2 separate regions of the Xenopus laevis genome follow, and region 1 is linked to region 2. A link is a contact called in public Hi-C data. All regions are on one chromosome and are shown on one strand. Each heading gives the region's core, a stretch centred on a gene start, on an enhancer-like site or on the middle of the called end of the contact. The rest is flanking DNA. Distances are from core to core; before and after follow the strand shown.

What was found. Hi-C and Micro-C count contacts between places; a contact is called where the count stands out from the background.
Region 1: a Hi-C map of the XTC cell line shows a contact between it and region 2, with 2.4 times the contacts expected there. The contact joins the promoter of gna11.S here to the enhancer-like site in region 2. A contact is called at or near these places in 2 of 4 Hi-C or Micro-C datasets (the XL177 cell line and the XTC cell line).

Annotation. Positions count from the first base shown.
Region 1 is chr1S:103,909,626-103,912,903 of Xenopus_laevis_v10.1, reverse strand. It overlaps gna11.S (guanine nucleotide binding protein (G protein), alpha 11 (Gq class) S homeolog), which reads right to left and starts at 2,015. Exons shown (of 7, transcript NM_001087372.1): 1 at 1,735-2,015. The coding sequence starts at 1,870.
Region 2 is chr1S:103,731,803-103,735,169 of Xenopus_laevis_v10.1, reverse strand. No RefSeq gene overlaps it. Among protein-coding and RNA genes, the nearest start is that of s1pr4.S, 9.3 kb to the right of the region's middle. Within about 2 kb of position 1,504, at least 3 of the 7 cell types and tissues checked have an H3K27ac peak or open chromatin away from gene starts, as enhancers often do.

The DNA.
Region 1 (3,278 bases), core at 766-3,265, 180 kb before region 2:
TTCAATTAGTGTTGCATTGCTGTAAATGAATCAGTTTTAACAATATCATCCAAAATAGTAACTAGTGACCTCAGATTTAAATCTCGCGATTTGAAGTTTTCCCTTTTGTTTACATTTTTTCCCATGGTCCCATCTATATATTACACATAATACACTTACCTGATTTTACAGAATTTTTTTTCTAATCACCCTGAAAAACATAAAATGGGGGTTCTACTGTATAGCAAAACACCTTGCCTGCCCCAGTCTAATTTAACACACAACCATGTTTTTCAAAAATATTCCTCCGTAACTTGTGATATAGTGAACACAAATGCCACTAAAGTACAGATGAATCTTTGATAATAAAAATACACTCGCATTCCTCAGACCAGTGGTTTCCAAACTGTAGGGCTGGCCCAAAGTGAGAGATGGCAACGAAACCATGTCAATGGGGTAGTAATGTCCTGTATGTTAAAAACGGAATTCCTCTACACTGATATGGTAGACCACTATGGCATAATGACAAGGGGTTAGCTGAAACCTGTGGAGTATGGGGCAGAGAGATGAACAATTAAGGTTTAATGTGAAGGTTAAATCCCCTTACAATCAACTTTTAGTATAATGTAGAAAGAAGTAACATACAGCAATCTTTTACATTTTTTATGTTTTTTTAAATATTTAAATTGTGTTGGTTCTGCAGCTCTTAGGCTTGTAGTCTCAACTGCTATAAGGTTGCTAGAGTTTAATGAGCAATTTGTCTTTACGTTAACTTTTAGTATGTTTTTAATAGGAATTCCTAGCTACCTTGCAGTTGGTCTTCATTATTTATGTTTTAACATTTCAGTTGTCTCGTTCTTATGCCTCGTTTCAGCATTCTAATCAGGCCTCTGCCATTGATATTCCAGTCTCCAATTCACACCACTGCTCAGTTGCTAGGGTAAGTTTAGACACTTGCAAACACATAATTGCTAAAACTCCAAACTGGAGAGCTGATAGAAAAATAAACATCAGCAATTACAAATATGGATGACAATAAAACTGAACCCCCACAATGGGTCTGTTGTTTTGGTTATTGGGGCCTTTGACCATAAATAACCATGAAAGTTTTTTTTCAGTTGAAGGCTGGGGACAGGCAAGGCTGATAAATAAATAAAAATAAATGAATAAATATCAACTGACTCGGCCCATCTATACTAAACTAAAACGAACATCCCTGTAATGGCATTTAGGCCACATATTTGGTTAGGCCTGGTGCACAGCTGCATAAACGAGTAACAATGATAATGGCCTGACCAAAATGTTTGAGGCCAAGAAGTGTGGGGATCATAGACAGTAAAATAGCATAAACATTAAAAGACATTGCATTAAATTGACATTTACAGACCATATTGCAGTATGAGACTGCCTCTTCTGCCAGCCACACCATCCACTCATCTCGCCGACCTCACCCACTCGTATCTATAAAACATACATCTTCCCACCTGTGCCTTTCTGTATGTTTCTCCCATTCACAAGCTGTGGCCCTGCACAATTCCACCCTATCAGCATCCCAATCAGGTGCGCTCCTGCTCCCCAATATCCCGGTCCAAGTGGGCCCCGCTAATGCTCTTGGACATCCAAATGAAAGAAAACAAGGGTGGGTGTCCAACTGGAATCAACCACTCCCCACATTTTCTGTCAATTGCCACAGTGATGCTGCCTCGCACCCACAACTTCTTAATCAGCCCCTATCAATGTTCACCACTGCCCTACCGAGCAAAAGCAATTTGAGCTCCCGCCGAGAGTCTTTCTTGTCCCTCCTCAGCTGCTTCTCGATCTCCGCGTTGATTCTCTTGGATTCCTTTACCTCCTCGCTCAGGCAGCAGGCCATCATTGAATCTAGAGTCATCCCTTCCCCCCGGCACCGTGGCCCGCACCGGGGGCCTCTCCCACCCGGGGGGGAGACACTGACTCACTACCCCGGCAGCTGAGCCCCTTCACAGATCGTCGAACATCCGTACGTGCTTCAGGAAGGGGGCGGGCGTATAAATCTCCCCTCCCTGTTTAGCTGTGTCCAGGGATTCCGTTCCTTCAGCCCCCGGAGCCGCCACAGCCTAACCCGGCTGCTCGAAAACAAATCCTGACGGGCGGCACGATTGGCCAATCCGGTGCCGTATGTCACGCGGTAGCCGGCTGGGCGTGGCCACTGAAAAAGCAAGATTGGTTGTACAGTTCCCGTTGGAGGCCGGGGTGTGACCGCTAGGGATTGTGGGCAGGCGTAGAAGGGAGCTGTCCTCCAAGTGTTACCATAGAGACCGAGGCCTACCGCATCGACATACCTGCAGATTTTGAAGGCCCATCTCTTATAAAAGCAGCCAGTGAATCTGGTCTTTTTTAGTAAAATAAATACATCATATTGCCTTTACAGCAATATCCATATGTAGAAAAAAATAAACGTCATATCTGTTTTAGTTGTTTTAAACGGTTCATTTTGGTTGCATTTATTAAAAGAAAAGTTTAGAATACAGCTTGAGGGCAGATTTAGAACAAGCTCATGTACTGGCGCGGATGCCAACATTTAACAATGGTTTTCTTGCAAGCACTGTGTGCTCAGGGGAAGAATGTGCTTTTGTGCATTTTGGTATTTCTTAAAGGACAAATCACCAACTAAAAAAGAGTTTGCTTTGTATTGAAAGATAATTTGCTGCCAACAACCCCTTAAGAACATGCTTTTGCTTTAGAAGCACTTTTACAGTTTATATAAATCAATGTAATTAGCCATGGGTTCAGCCATTCAAGGTGAATTAGTTCAACTGTATCTGAGTTGTTTTGTGGTAATGTACAGAACCAAAATTAGAAAAAAAGTTGTCTGTCCAAATATTTATGGACCTAACTGTAGGTAGGGTTGCCATCTAAAAAAATGATTCCAGGCTAATCTTACAATGGCAGCAGATAAAGCTGCAATCAGGTGGGCAAAGTCTAGCAGATCATGAATACACAAGGATTGCGGTGGAATGGAGACATAACTGGGCATGATGGGGAACTGAAAATATATGTCAAGTGTATTGCCAGGGAATGTGTAATACTGACCTTGGATGTTTTACTGGCTGTGCTAGTGAAATACAAGCCTATGGTTCAAGCACCAACCAAACAACACCTATCCATCATGGAAATACTTTTGTGCTGTTGGTCAGGTGGGGATCCCATAAAAAATGGGACAGATTTCCCTGCCACAAATTTTACAGTCTACATTTCTCCCAACTTAAGAAATGCTAAATGAGCTATTAAATCCAGTACAGTGTTTCTACTCATTTCCC
Region 2 (3,367 bases), core at 255-2,754:
CCTCATATTTCATGATTTTCATTCAGATATTTATTATGTTAAGGTTACTGTAGTACTGAATTTTGGATATTCAACAATAAGCCCATACACGCAATGGGTTAACAGATATCTTCCTTTCCATCAATGGCAACTGTGAAGGTGCAAGCCTGGGCAACAGTCATCCTGCCATAAAACAATCCTTGCAGCTACAGTAATGTCAATATAAAAGAGATGCAAATAACTGGACACACTGGTGTGGGTGCAGGGATAGCAAAAGTTCCAAAGGGAATGACACTCTGCTGGATCAACAAAGGGATATCTGGAGCATTGGATTATGGATTTCTTTCACAGTGCATCCTAACTTGATTTCAGTCCCTTGTCTATCTAAGAAGAGATGAACCAACTTCAAGAACAGCTAACATCGACCTGATTGGCTGGGACTGTCTTTTGTCTTCCTTATGTGTATATAAAGAGCATTGTAAATACCATTTTAGTTAGTCACTTTCCACTCCCTTCCATAGCATCCTTCCCTATCCCTTTCTACCTCCCTCCATGTTAGTTAGTTCCCTTTTTATGTTATACCTTTTAGTTCCTTTGTAAATAAATACCACTTATTTAAAGATCAGTCTGCCACAAGTCATTAGCCTGGCACCCCAAAATAGAGCAGATCTAACAGTTACATAAGAAATATTTGTTTGTTAAATATAGTAATATACATTTTCGCATAAATCAATATTTAAGTAATATTTTCCATGAATGCTAACAATGCTTTTATGGATGTAGATCATAATGGGACAACATCACTAAAAGTAGACCTCGCATTTGTAAAGTATGGGCACTCCTATTCTAAACCAAACTCTAGGTTACCTGAACCACACTGCATGAATCAATTTCAGTAACATTGAATATATTAAAAGAAAGTATTGCTTTGGATGAAACTGTGTAAATTAATGAAACATACAGGGGCTCATTTATGAAAACTGGGCAAATTTGCACCTGGTATTAACCTAGTATGGTTGCTGCTCAGGTGCAAATTTGCCCACCCGGGTTGATAAATATATCACTTTGTATTAAAAGATGCAGAAAAGTATTAGTATACTTGTGATCTGGACACTGGAACATTTTTGTCAATGGCAGAATTTAAAATTCTCATTGTGATGCTAATGACATGATTAGACTGAAAGTGAAATGGAAGTAAAGGGTCCAGTCATATGGTAATGCATCCTCCTAATGTAATAAAAGAAACTCGTAATTGTTCTTTTCACTTGGAGCCTAAGGCAAAATTGAAAAGTGGGATCCTCAAGTCAGGAAATAATGAAATGCCATCTTTTGTGGTTTAATATTGGTACTTGTTGCAAGAAAGGTTCATTTGCAATTATAGTGACAAATAGTGAAAACAACGAGTACCAATATGGCGATGGGACAGTACAAGCAATTGTGGCACATATGTGGGAGATGGTGCTGAAGGAGCAGGTGTTTACAGGACCCCTTATAGAAGTAGTCAGCACTCACCAATCTTTCCCATGTGCAAATAGGTGTATATTACATGGTATCCACTGCAACCAACTTGTAATACAATAGTGAAAGGCATGGCACCATCCACAGTTGGTAGTAGTCTACCTATTATCCAAATTTTATATTATAATGAGGGACTAATTTATAAACAATGCACATGGGCAGTAACCTATAGCAACCAATCAGTGATTTGCTTTCTTTAGCAAGCTGCAGGTTGAGCACTGAAAGCAGTCATCTGATTGGTTACCATGCCATAGTTACTGCCCAGGTGTAAATTTGCCCAGTGTTCATAAATGACCCCCACTGTGTGAAATGGCTGAATATGGCTGAGCTGAGATTCTGGTGTTATATGAACTATCAGAAATTTTGAAATATGGAACAATTAAAATCATGCAAAGCATGTATAATGATACATTATAAGTGGCCAGTGAATGAGCTATAATGTGGTCTCTGCTGCCCCCACGTGTAACTATATGGGAATTACATACAACTTGGTACAACTATAACCGGAAAATAAACTATGAATTTGTTAGCAGGGTTTATGTCCCTCACAAGCCAGCTTGTCAAAGGTCTCTATACATTTGGTGCAGTTCTGTGCTGCCTATAACAATTATATTCTGTTCACCAATGTTACCGAACAGTGCACACAATTCACTGCAAATCAGATGGAATTGTCCATACAGTGTAATTTACGGATGGTCTTTACACAAGTGAAGTATGCACCTGATTCATAAGATACAAGTGTGCAGAGCCTATTGACACAGGGTGCTGAGGGAATCAAGAGGTGCTGGTAACTTCAGGGTTCCCCTTTATCAATAGGCACAGCAGCACTTGATTTGGATCAGAAGGCAAGAAGGACTGAGCAGTGCCAAGCACATATAATGAAGTACAGGGAAATCAAAATACCATTAATAAAAATGGGTTTATATGAAGATGACTGCGTGGAACATGACAAAGTAATATATCATAATGTAACGATACGGAAATTGCTGTGTATATTTTGACAAAAAATCAGTATATCTCTAAAACCAATAAAAATAATTTGGAAAGAACTAGAAGCAGTTTTGGCAAAACACATCTTCCTGCTTGGACTAACACCAGACTCATTATTGGTACCACAATACATTGGAACCCTTCTCTATACCCACCCCCAGAAACTCCCTGGGAATGCTTTTCCCACAGTGACAGACATTCAAAGTCATTTCTAACAAACATGAATTAAATTTTCTAAAATTCTGTTTAGTGGAAGATGGGGAGGACCGTTTCCTTCTTATAATACAGTACATAGAAGTACATATGTCTGTGCACACATACATTTTGAGGGGAGTGCACAAAGAAGTGTGAAAATGTTGCATTTATTCTGACATGCAGCCACAGTTTTTAAAAATGCACACACAAGTTTAAAATGTGTGCACAAAATAATTTTATTGTGCACATAGCCAATAAGGAATTAGAGGGAACATTTACACTGCCATACCTATGTTGATTGGGAATAGTATTCCATAGCAAGGCAATATCACCATGAGTACCTCATGACAACACATGATATTCCTCTAGAGTCCCTAGTCCCTACATCTTCATGATATCTCTAGCAAGGAACATCGTTGTACAGCAAAACCTTTGTGGTTAAATGGAAGTGTTGAAGGTGTTGAGGTGGGTAAGAAAATATGTGCTTTTAAGACTTTCAAGTTAGCTGGGACAGCTGAAACGTTTATTAGGTACAAGGAGGCAATTACTCATGCAAAAAAGCTATCAGACACACTAACATTGAGATGGAAAAGGGAGTAATATGAATCCAAAATTATTTTTTGAATATGTAAATAGTAAGAAAATGAAGCAGGAAGGTGTGGGACAGTTGGTCGATGAGAACAGA